2 separate regions of the Mus musculus genome follow, and region 1 is linked to region 2. A link is a contact called in public Hi-C data. All regions are on one chromosome and are shown on one strand. Each heading gives the region's core, a stretch centred on a gene start, on an enhancer-like site or on the middle of the called end of the contact. The rest is flanking DNA. Distances are from core to core; before and after follow the strand shown. Region 1 overlaps Gm34992 (a long non-coding RNA gene). Region 2 has its middle 18 kb from the start of Ackr3.

Evidence for each region. Hi-C and Micro-C count contacts between places; a contact is called where the count stands out from the background.
Region 1: a contact with region 2 is called in a Hi-C map of cortical neurons, with 2.3 times the contacts expected there. The contact joins two enhancer-like sites. A contact is called at or near these places in 5 of 484 Hi-C or Micro-C datasets (cortical neurons, embryonic stem cells, ganglionic eminence and 1 more).

Annotation. Positions count from the first base shown.
Region 1 is chr1:90,353,574-90,359,445 of GRCm38.p6, forward strand. The region is part of intron 1 of Gm34992 (a long non-coding RNA gene); the gene reads left to right. Among named protein-coding and RNA genes, the nearest start is that of Gm34992, 19 kb to the left of the region's middle. Within about 2 kb of position 3,193, at least 16 of the 459 cell types and tissues checked have an H3K27ac peak or open chromatin away from gene starts, as enhancers often do. A contact at or near this core is called in cortical neurons, where this site is marked.
Region 2 is chr1:90,219,262-90,225,388 of GRCm38.p6, forward strand. No RefSeq gene overlaps it. Among named protein-coding and RNA genes, the nearest start is that of Ackr3, 18 kb to the left of the region's middle. Within about 2 kb of position 3,405, at least 60 of the 459 cell types and tissues checked have an H3K27ac peak or open chromatin away from gene starts, as enhancers often do. A contact at or near this core is called in cortical neurons, where this site is marked.

The sequences.
Region 1 (5,872 bases), core at 1,943-4,442, 130 kb after region 2:
ATAAAGCTGGCGTTTTGAAATGGAAAGTCAGTTCGTTTCTTCTAAGCGGTTTTGTTTCGGCCTCCTAGCTCTGAAAGAAAGAGACATTTGATCCACTCTTTGCAAGTCAGTGCTGAGATTTCCCAGGCCCTTGAGTACTTACTTTTGGCTTGGGAACAGTCGGTATGCAGGTGTCTGGCGTCTCTGGCAGGAACTTGGGCCCATCAAAGCTGGTCAGACCATAACACCACTAGGGATGCCTAAGATGGGTTTTGATGTTAAAAGCTCCCTGCCCATCTCGGGGCTGGATTACAGTGGTCATATGTCTTTTTCTCTCTCTCTGGAAACTGGTTAGTTGAATCAGGAGAAAACAAAAGTGAGACTTCCCTAGGATCAGGTATTCAAAGATCTGAGACTTATGGGGGACATCTCATTCAAACTAATGAAGCCACCAAAGCCATTCTCAACTGTAATTCAGATTTCAGGGTTGTTTGTTTGTTTTTCTTGCAAATCTGAAGAATGAAATTCAGGAACCACAGAGAGTGAGGTTCAGGGAGAGAGAGAGAGAGGCAGACAGAGAGAGAGAGGCAGACAGAGAGAGAGGCAGACAGAGAGAGGGAGAGGCAGACAGAGAGAGAGAGAGGCAGAGAGAGAGAGAGAGAGAGAGAGAGAGAGAGAGAGGCAGACAGAGACAGATACACACAGAGAGAGGACACACACAGAGAGAGACAGACAGAGATTTTAGAACTCCTTTATTGGTTCCCAGAGACCAATGGATACGGTATCATCCAGCTGTTAGTCTGGGACTCCTTAAAGGATGAGCTATCAATCTAGCTGGCCCAACCACAAAGTATTCAGGTGTCTCCTCTGCTTCAGTCCTGTCCTGGAGTATAGCTTATAGGAAGGAAGGAGAAAGATAACAAGGACCTGGGGTTGGGGAAAGAGGTAGTGGAGTTGGAGGAGTTGGGATGGGCAGAATTTTCTTTTGGAACTACTACTTTGGAGTCTCTGCTCAGCGGGACCAATGTCTGCCTTCTTGACAGTTGGGCCCCTCCTATCTGTTTCAAGTCTTTCTCTCCTTGGCTACTCCCTTTTTATGTCTGTCTGTCTGTCTGTCTGTCTGTCTGTCTATTTGTCTGTCTGCCTGCCTGCCTGCCTGTCTTCCTTCCTTCCTTCCTTTCTTCCTTCCTTCCTTCCTTCCTTCCTTCCTTCCTTCCTTCCTTCCTTCCTCCCTTCCTTTCTTTTCTCATTTTTATTTTCTTTTTATAAACCTTTTATAGATGCTTTATTTTCATCTGTTACCACTGTGTATATGCGTGGTGTATGTGTGTGAGTGGAGCTCAGAAGACAACTGTCAGGAACTGACATCCCCCTCCACTCTTGCTATAATGAGATGAGGGGACCCCCCCACATCTGGCTTTCAAATGGATTCTAGGAACTGATCTCAGGTGATCAAGCGTTTGTGGGTTGTTGGTTTGTCTGTTTGTTTATTTTTACCCATTGAGCCATCTCACTAGCTCCTACCATTTGGAGAATAAATAAGATACTCAAATCTCTCCTTGGCACCTTCAGCCCCATCTTAGGGCTGCTCTAACAAGTACTGGGCCAAGAGCATGAAATCAAAATATCAGTATCACTATGCAGAACCTACCAAGCTCTCTGGGACGTCTTATCCCCATACCCCACCCCAGCCCTGACCCAGGCCCCTGACATGTGGATGCATCTGTAGTCCCTTCCCTACTTTATATGGCTGTTACCTTGGGTCTTTGCAACCTTACAAATCCCCTATGCTCCCAATCACCCTGCAATTTAGGGAACACCTTAACATAGGTTCCTAGAAACAAGCAACCGGCCTGCACATCTTTCCTCTGAGGGCCACTTGGTTTTGCTATCACCACAAGTGACAGAAACAGGTACCTTGGGTTGTAATTCCAGACTATTCTTTGATAACCTCCTGTCTCTTGATTTTCTACTGCCCTGGGCCCTCTTGTGCATGGTTCATGCTGCACTGCCCATGTAAGCCATTCACATGGGCACACTGCCTGGAATCTCCAAAGAAGAGCTGATCACATTCTGGGGAGCCCATGGGGTACCAGATGTTGGGAATGGACAACCCAGTTGGGAGTCACACTATATCCCGGACATCCCCTTGCTGAAATGACCTTCATTTGGCACAGAAAGAAAATCAGGGCCACTTCTAAATTCCTCATCTTTAAAACACCATCTCCTGGAGAGGCCCAGGAACACTTACACCCAAAGCAAAACCTCCTCAAGGGTCTTTGTAGCAGGCGAATGACCAGTCAGTCACAGTCCTGATATTGGGTCTAGAGAAGCCTGGCTGGCCCTTTTCTCTGTCATAAGGATTCCTATTGACTCTTCTTTGGTCATCAAGGAAAGGAGATGATACTCAGACAAGTTGGGGACCCCATCAGACCTAAGGTGGATTTACAAGGACATCACTTCCTGGCATGCTTTGATGAATGTGGAACGGTAGCCGAGAACAGCATGGGGAGGCTGATGGGACAGAGTTTGATCTCTCTCATCATCAGGAATCTTTTTTTTTTGTCATACAGGGCAGAGAGAAGGTATGGATCAGTGGCTCTAGAGGGCCAGGCTTCTAGCATCAGGCTGTAACAGTGCTGTTAGTCCTCTCACGGATGCCCACCGTGGCCCACCCTCTCACTCTCTCAGCAGCTCATTGCCTGAACCAACTGGAGGAAACAGTGAAATTCCTGTCACTCCAGTCTGTGGCCTCACAGTGGAGCCGCCTGGGAAGGGACAGCTGGCCCCGAAGAGGGCATACACACTGGCTGCCCTGATCAGCCGATTGTCCAGGTGGGTGAACACCAGGCTTCTTTAACCATCTGTGCCAATGGCTCAGTGGGTAAGAGCACCCAACTGCTCTTCCGAAGGTCTGGAGTTCGAATCACAGCAACCACATGGTGGCTCACAACCATCTGGAACGAGAAAAAAAAAATCTGTACCAGGTAACTCCCTGACGGTGGCATCATCCCCAGGGTAGATTAACCCTTTCCTGTTTATACTGAACATTGTAATTGAGCTTCCTAAATCTGCAGCTGCTGCTGGTGGTGGAAGGGATGGAGAGAAAGAATTGGCTCCCATGTAAGATTTTTATAGAGCTACATACTGTTGCGTCAACAAGTCTAGCTGGTTCACTCGTTTCAATGCTTCTCTTATTATAGACAGAACATATGATGGAAGCTGTTTGCCAAATACAGAAAAGTGCAAATGAGATGATTAAAATCACAGCTGATCACCACTAACAGTCAGATGCAGGGTTCTTCCTCTTCCTAGAGTAGCTTAGAACTGGAATGTTGCTTGAAGCTGAATGTGTGTGCAAGTTGCCTGGGCAGCAGGTGAAAATCCATGCTTTGAGGTCAGCGTGGGTCTGAGTGTCAGGGGATGCTGGTGCTGTCAGGAGATGCTGGTGCTGTCAGGAGATGCTGGTGCTGTCAGGAGATGCTGGTACTGTCAGGAGGTGCTGGTGCTGCCAGGAGATGCTGGTGCTTCTGGTTTGGGAATTTTGAGGGGTACAAAGTTCCAACACGGGTTTTTCCAAATAAGAGAAGATTTTTGGCTCCCCCAAAACCCGTTTTCTCATCTAGAAAATGAGAATAACACCTTCCTGTCCTGTAGAGATTTGATGTAAACAAGTGCTACCTTGTACCTGATAATCTGGCACACAGCACAGGTTTGGTAAATTGTGCTGACACTTAAAATGATATTATTATCTGGATCTCAAGGACTCTATGTGGGCAGCTTTTCTTTTGCTTGCCTTCAGTCAGCATCACACGGTGAGCATTTTCTCCCTGTGCTCATGTCTCTGGCAACACTGTTTCATACCTGTGCTTTAATGGGCAGTACTGTGGAGGACATAAATTACTTGAGCATTTAAGACATGGAAATAATGGCTTTCTTGTTTTTCTCATAACCCAATAAAACCATGTTGACAAAAGTAGCTATTTTTATGAGAGTTCTAGGCTCTTTAAAAAGTGTATTGCACTTTCCTCTTCTGGAAAAACAAGTCACAGGCATTTTTAGAGAGAACAGCTGTAGCAACTTATATGCTCTCAGGCAAGGGTTTCTTTTTTCTGTTTGAAGTTTAGAGGGTTCTTGGAATCCAATGAGCTCTCAACAGCAATTATAGAAACAGTTATATTGGCACCTCAAAAAAAAATCCCCAAACCAACCAAACAAACAAAACAATTATAACTCTAAATTAGAGAATTTTAGACAAAGGGCACATTTCATGTCTATTCCCAGTGATGGAGAAAATAGCCACAGAGAAGAAGCTGCGGAGCCGAGGAATGTTGACATAGTCAGGAAAGATTGCAAACATCCTAGCATCCTCTTACAATTTCATGTTTTCAGTGTCACAGCCAGGAACTCTTTTCTTAGGCATGTGTGCATGTGTGCATGTGTCCATGTATGTGTGTGTATGTGTGTGTGTGTGTGTGTGTGTATGGTATGTGGTGTGTGGTGTATGTGTATACATGTCTTTGGTATATGGTATGTGTGTGTGTATTGTATACATGTCTGTGGTATGTGGTGTGTGTATATGTGTGTGTGCGTGTAATGTGTGTGATATGTAGTATGTATGATGTGTGACAGTGGTATATATGTGTGTGTGTATTGTGTGTGTGGTGGTATGTATGTGTTTGCATGTCTGTTCTGTGGTCTTGTATGTATTGTTTGTGTGTGATATATACTGTGTGTATATGTGTGTGTATGTGTGCATGTGTGGTGTGTGTGATATGTAGTATATATGGAATGAATGTGGCATGTGTATGTGTGTATGTATTGTGTGTAGTGGTGGTGGTGGTGGTGGTGTGTGTGTGTGGTATGTAGTGTGTGTTGTGTGTGTGCGCATGTCTGTGGTATGTATGTGTGTGGAGTGTGTGCATATGCATGTCTGTGGTATGTGGTGTGTGTATGTGTGTGTGATGTGGTATGTATTATGTGTGTATGTGATATATAGTGTGTGTGTGTGTATGTATGTGGTATATAGTGTATATATATATATATGTATATATATATATATATATGTGTGTGTGTGTGGTCTGTGTATGTGTGTGTCTGTTGCATATGTGCCAGTCTACATGCATATGTGTTGTCTGTGGAGGCCCAAGGTCATCATGAGTTGACATCATCCTCCAAAGTCACTCACTTTGTTGGGACAGTGTCTCTCACTGGCTTGTGCTCACTGAGGCTAGGGTGTCTGGCTGGTGAACCCCGAGTATCCTCCTGCCTATGCTTCCCTAGCCCGGGCATAATAGATGCACACCACCATATCTATATCTGCATGGACTTTCTTCTTGTTTTGTTTTTGTTTTGAATATAAGTTCTAGGCATTAAACTCAGGTCCTCGTTCTTCTGTGGCAAAACCAAGCTGTCTCCCAAGTTCCCTTTCCAGACATTTGGTGGAACTTAAGTTAACTTTCTAAGAATGACACTGCCCTTGGGTTCTTCTCTGCACACTCTAAGGTCCACCCCACCACCACCCCCCACAGGCTCACAGAAGTCTTCTGGGGACAGGACTATGTATACTCAAGTTCTGGGAGAGTCCCAGCAGGCTCCAGCTGGGCAGAGTGTCTGCTAAGGTCAGCCACACTGCATGCACCTAGGACAAAACGGTTGCCATGAGCCTGCTATAAATGCCTCTCTCTGGTTGGGGAGGTTAGGTAATTCATAAAGAATGAGTTACTTGGCTAAGGGTTGGTTCTGAAGGCCAGGAAGTCCGTGACAGTCATCTGCTGAGGCCTCTGCTGTAGTCAAGGTATAAAGAACATGAGAGAGAGAGAGAGAGAGAGAGAGAGAGAGAGAGAGAGAGAGAGAGAGAGAGAGAGAGAGAGAATGAGTAGTCCATGAGTGA
Region 2 (6,127 bases), core at 2,155-4,654:
AGCTCTATACTGCTTCTTTGTGGATTTTAGTCCGTCTAGAGTGATGGGTCCAGGCGGGCCCAGTACTTCAAAAGACCATTCCTATGCCTCCAAAACTCTTCCATCCCTCTCAGCCTAGATCTTCAAGCAAAGTTTCTTCTGCTCAGCCTTGGTGGGTGACGCCTTCCCACAACCCCTTCAAGCCCCCCACCCCACAGTCTTGATTCCAGAGATAGACCATGCACACATGGTATGAGACAAGTTTGAGCAAGTTCTGAGGGGGCATTGCTGTCCCTGTACAATATGACTTTGCAGTGTTTCATTGCATTTGGGGTATCTGGGTCAGCTGTGGGTCAACCCTTCTAAGAATATTTACTTCCCATACTCTGACTCTCATGCCCTCGCACACTTGAAAACATATGGCCGCAGAAGGACATGACTGGACTTGCTACTGCTCCTGCACCAACACACGCGCAGACATGGTTTCCGATATCATGTTTGGGATGAGCCAAATGATTTGAGGTTCATCTTCTAGAAGGCGCTGGTCCTACCATGGTGGGGGCAAGCCCTGGGAGTAGCCCAAAGAGCTGTCACTGGTTACCATGCAGGGAACTGGGAAAGGCTTTAACTCTGCTGAGCCCCAGTTGCTCTTCTGTGTGATAAGCCTTGTCCCAAATGGTAACTGTGTGATGATCAAACCACAGGGTCCTTGCAGAGGGCTTGTCACAGAACACTCAGAAGACAACAGCTGGCCCATCTTCAGGCTCTGGACAATATTTATTCTTTCTTTTTTTCTTTCATAATAAAGCATTTCAGAGTGAGGTGAAAGATTTGCCTTTGGGGCTCATCTGCCTTAGTTGTGGCTTTCTCCTGAGGCAACTGTCCTAAGATACACTTGACAATGCCGTAATGCACAGACATTTGTGTGTGTGTGTGTGTGTGTGTGTGTGTGTGTGTGTGTGTGTATGAGAGAGGGAGAGGGAGAGGGGGAGAGTGAGAGAGGGAGGGAGAGGAAGAGAGGGAGGGAGAGTGAGAGAGAGTGAGAGAGAGGGTGAGAGAGAGAGAGAGAGAGAGAGAGAGAGAGAGAGAGAGAGATGAGAAAACTAGCATGTCATGAGTTGAGGCTAAGCACACAGTACTGCCACAAAACAATGAAGCACCAGGCCCCAGTCATCAATGAATGGTAACGAGGAGAGCCTGGGGTTTATCTAGGACTTGAAACTCCAGGATACCAATTATCTCTTTAGCAGGGCCTCTGACAAGTCCCATGCTGGGCTCTGTGTCTGCCTCGCCACTGGAGTGCCCGGAACACCACCAGCCGGCTGCACAGGGGAGGAAGAACTCTGTCCGTAATGGGAGTCCTCAGTCTGTGTTTTCCCAGAGTGGGAAGCAGTGGAGCCTCGGACGATTGCTGTGGTTGCGAGGCTCCCGCATACCCAGGCACTGCTGGTGTACCACTGGGAGTTAGGAATAGGGCTCTCCAGTCTGTGCTTCCTCTCAGGGCCACACAGGAAGGGAAAGGCAGAGCCCAAGGTGAGGGAAGAACCAGGTTTGATTCTGAGTGAGTGCTCAGAGTACAGAGGGGCTGGAAGGGAGAAGGCCTTCTCAGGAGATCTAGAAGATCTGTTTACCCTGAAGGCTTCTCTTCTCCCTATCCCACATCCCAGGCGATCTTTAATGAAGAGAGAGTCTTCGCTTGTTCATACTGCTTTATATATGGCAGTTGTGAATGCATATTCCTCACTTAGGGTGAACCAGGGATTAAATGCCTTTGCAGGAAGGGATGCCCAGGAAGGGAGCTCATTGGCTGAACACTGGGGCCTATCTAGATACCTCATTAGCATGGAGAACTCTAGGTTTCTATGCCACGTGACTGGTTGCCATGGTTCTCAGTGGGGTGTCAGTAGTTATATTCCAGAGCAGGTAGGGGCAGGCAGTCTCAATTCTGAGATTCACCAGGGTCTGAGCTTTCAACCTTACCAGCTCTTCTTCTGTCTCGTGGTATGGCCCTCAAGACCCACAGCGCTGGGCTGGGAAACGCACCTAAAGGGGGCCAACAGAGTCACAGATTGTCCTATGACCCTCTCCCATGCATAATAAGCAAGTGTAAAAATAAACAAATAAACACATAGCCCTGGAAAGAACATAGTCAGTGGATAGGGGCCCACAGGACAGCACTAGGTCTGGGAGATCTACACCATTGGCTTCATTTAAGCTCCGTGAGGTGCGTATATTTCTCATACTACCTCCCACTTTCTGAGAGGATTACTGGTGAGCATGAAACACAGCATACCTGTGAGTCAATGCAGCTGAATGACCAGAGTGGGATGCATTTGGAAAACCGCTCAGGGCCACACTAATGTTCTTAGAGATTTCCTGAGCTCTCGACCCCCCTCCCTAGCCCCTATGATTCATCTTCCTGTCACTGGAAGTGGAGATGCTCTGAGATTCTGTCACCAGCGTAGAAATGGATGGCCCCTTGGTGAAACCCATGCTTTCGAGCTTGCTGGATGTCTGCTACAAGTGTCTGGTCACCTGGCTTTCTCTAAGACGCCATTCACACAGTCCTTTACTCGTGTTCCACACTGCCTCGGCGTCTGTTTCTGAGGGTTCTGATTCACAGCGTCTGAGATTCATGGACCCAGGGCAGGATCCTGTATAAAGGTGGTCATGGTTGTCTGTGTGGTATGTGAAAAGTGAGGTACGGCTTTGGAGTCTGTGTGCTTTCATATGCTGATGACACTTCATGTAGGATTCTGAACGGCTGCCACTCAGGGCAGTTTTTCCTACAGGCTGAGGGGTGTGGCCTAGGGGACTTCTCAGCCATTTGTCACAACAGAACGTCCAGAAGCATCTGCATTTCCATAGTTATTTCCGGAACAAACCTGATTAAAACCATTTCCTAGGTAGGTCAGTGTCTTCCCTTGAACAGTTTTCACAAGAAAAGGCAGAGAGAAAGTCGTTGGGGCGATGGCATTAAATCTGCTTGGGTGACTCAGAATGTATGTTGGCACGGCAACGCGCCATGTGGCGGGCAGCAGACGTGTCTTGTTGGTGGCGGTGGCGTGTCTGAAGAGGCCTGGCTTCAGCAAGCCGTGCACAATTTGCTTCCTCTTTTTGCCTTTCATACGAAAGCGTTTGAAGTTATCTTTTCATTCCTTTCCACGGGGCCGTAATCAATAGGAAGAAAGCATTAAAGGTTCCCCCCACCGTCACATTTCTCAGGGTCCTTGTTGAAAGTGCAGGCTGCGTTCTGCAATGTGCTGTAATGAGAATTTGAATTTCGTGTGGCGCGTGAAGTGTAAATGAAAAATCGCCAGTCGCCCAGCTGTGCAGCCCGAGAAATGTCTTTGCTGACGATTTATTCTGCACTTGTTCCTGTTCATTCATTCATCCGTCCATACATTCGCTCATTCAATCATTAGTTGGACAGGCTTTATGGCACACCACTGTTGGCTGCACAATGAGCATGTCTTTTAAAGAGCAGCAATGGAACCACTGCGGTTCCTTTAGAGATGCTCTCAGCCTGCAGTGGTGATGGGCAATGAGACTTGGCGAGCGCATCAAGGCGAGGGGCATCCTGGAGTCTTAGCGGAGAGGAAGGCGTGGTCCTTTAGATCAGAGAAACAGGGAAGGCTTACAGAGAAGGAATCCTGCTGATGGCCAGAACTGCAGGGCAGGCCCAGGGACAAAGCTTGGACCTTAAGCCTCAGCTCCCAGGATGCCGTCACTTTTAACTGTTCTTTTGGGGGAAAGTGAAGGGGTCTGTCTGAAGAGAACTAATGAATACTAAGACTGTCAGTTCCTGTGTGGTGGCTTATCCTTACACAGAATTCAAAGGTCACAGTGTTCCCTCTCTCTGGACAGAAAAAACGAAGCCCAGGATAGGAAAACGAAAGAGAACACAGAGAAGCCTGAGGCTTCCTGGGTGGATGGTTTCAGCCCTGCACATCCTGGGACTTTGTCCTCCTGGCTCCTTATGAAGTAGGGATGTGCCCAAAGTTCATGGTTCCATGGGAATCCAAACTTGCCTTGCCTTGGCTGATATCTTTAATTCCCCTAGAGTTTCAAGACAGCTATGGTTTCTCATTCAGTAAAGCCCCTCTGATGAGGTCAGTGTTCCACATATGTTGTTCCTTGAGTCTGTTATGTTTGCACTGGCATCTGAGGTGTGGGCTGCGGTGGGGGAAGCAGAGAAAGGCATAAGACGGTGGCTCCTTGGTTACTCTCTCAGGATGGGGACAGCGTTAAAGCCGTTTCAAAGGGGATAGTGTAGCTTCTTACTTGTATGTGTGTGTGTGTGTGTGTGTGTGTGTGTGTGTGTGATGTTATATGTATATTGTGTGTATGGTATATGTGGGGTGTGAGTATACATGAACCTAGTACTGTGTTATGTATAACTAATATGTATGGTGTTTACGTGGACTGTTGCATGAGGATTGTATATGTATGAGAAGTGTTTGCATGTGTCTTAGTTAGGGTTTTACTGCTATGAACAGACACCATGACCAAGGCAACTCTTATAAAAACATTTATTTGGGGCTGGCTTACAGGTTCAGAGGTTCAGTCTGTTATCATCAAGTCAGGAACATGGCAGCATCCAGGCAGGCATGGTGCAGGTGGAGCTGAGAGTTCTACATCTTCATCTGAAGGCTGCTAACAGAATACTGGCTTTCAGGCAGCTAGGATGAGGGTCTTAAAGCCTACCCCCACAGTGACACACCTACTCGAACAAGGTCACACCTCCAAATAGTGCCACTCCGTGGGGTCAGGTATATATACACATATATACTAGCATGTAAATGCTGTATGGTGTGTTGTGTATGTATAGTCTCTATCCTGTGTATATAGTGTCTCCTGGCTGGCCTATTTTGTATGATGGTAAGCTCTGTGTGTATTGTCTTGTGTACATGGTGTGACGGAGCATGCTGTATGTATGACTCTGGTGTCCTGCTTTGACAGATGTCCTGGCTCTGAGGCTGAGAGCCAGTGCAGGCCTGTACAACTCTAGCTTTGTGTTTCTTCAGGCTTCTGCTCTGCCAGGGAAGCTCACGCTGTCCAATCTGTCCTTGCAGGGGTCAGCATGATGCTAGTGACTGTCACAGTTGAGCTCCGTCCCCCTTCTTTCTCTGCTTGCTTTTCCCTTCTGTACCTTGTGAAACATACGGCAGAAGGAAGCATCACTTCCCTGGAAATACATGGCTACGCCCTATGCTTCACTGGTCATAGGAAATGGGCTGCCTCTGAGCTTAGCCATGCCACAGTGGATCCAGCTACTGCTGTACTGCAGTGTCCTGCTGACAAAAAGGGTCCTTCTTACTCTACCATCCACCGATTTGCATGTGCAATTTCTTCAGATGAGCTTACCTGAGATGGAAGACCCATGTGATCTCCCCCTGCCATGAGTCAGAGTAGTGGTTCTCAACAGGGCGTGGTTCTGCTCCCAGGGAATCCTTGACAAGGTCTGGAGATAGCTTGGGTGTTATACTTGGATGCTGCTGCTAACTAATATCCAGTAGCCAGAGGTCAGGGATGTGTCTAGACATCCTGTAGTACCCAGGGTGGTGCTTGCGGTAGTCTATGATCCAGTCCTAAATGTCCACAGTGCTGAGGCAAACCAACCCTAACTTGGAGGTGGTTCTTTTGTTTGCTGAGGATGCTGGCTGCATCCCTGAGTAGGCTGCCTGATCTGGGTGTGACTGTGGTTCCCGGAGCCCCTTGCCCTCCATTTCTGTTGAGGGACTATTTAGCCTTTCTTTCCTGGTGCTCTCAGACATTTTCCCATCCTCCTCTTCTGTGCCTTAGGTGGAAGGAGTGACTTCAGCCACTGCCTTCTACCACTATACTTTGTAGTTTTTTTTGGGTTTTTTTCTTTTTCTTTTTCTTTTTCTTTTTTTCTTTTGTCACAGCCTGAGAGGTCCTCTTCCCTCTCTACTGTGTTCAGTGTCTCTGGCAGGCTCATCTCATCTCTGTAGCCCCAGTTCCCATGGCAGTGCCTGCTTGTAGCTCCTTTTGGCTACTTAGCTTTGGGTCCTTCCCTAGCTGAGATACACCAACATTGGAGGCAGCTGCTGCTTCCCTGAAGCTGAGCTCTGGGCTTCCTTTTGATGGCTTTCCAAGACCCCTGATACCCTTAGGAAGGTCCCCC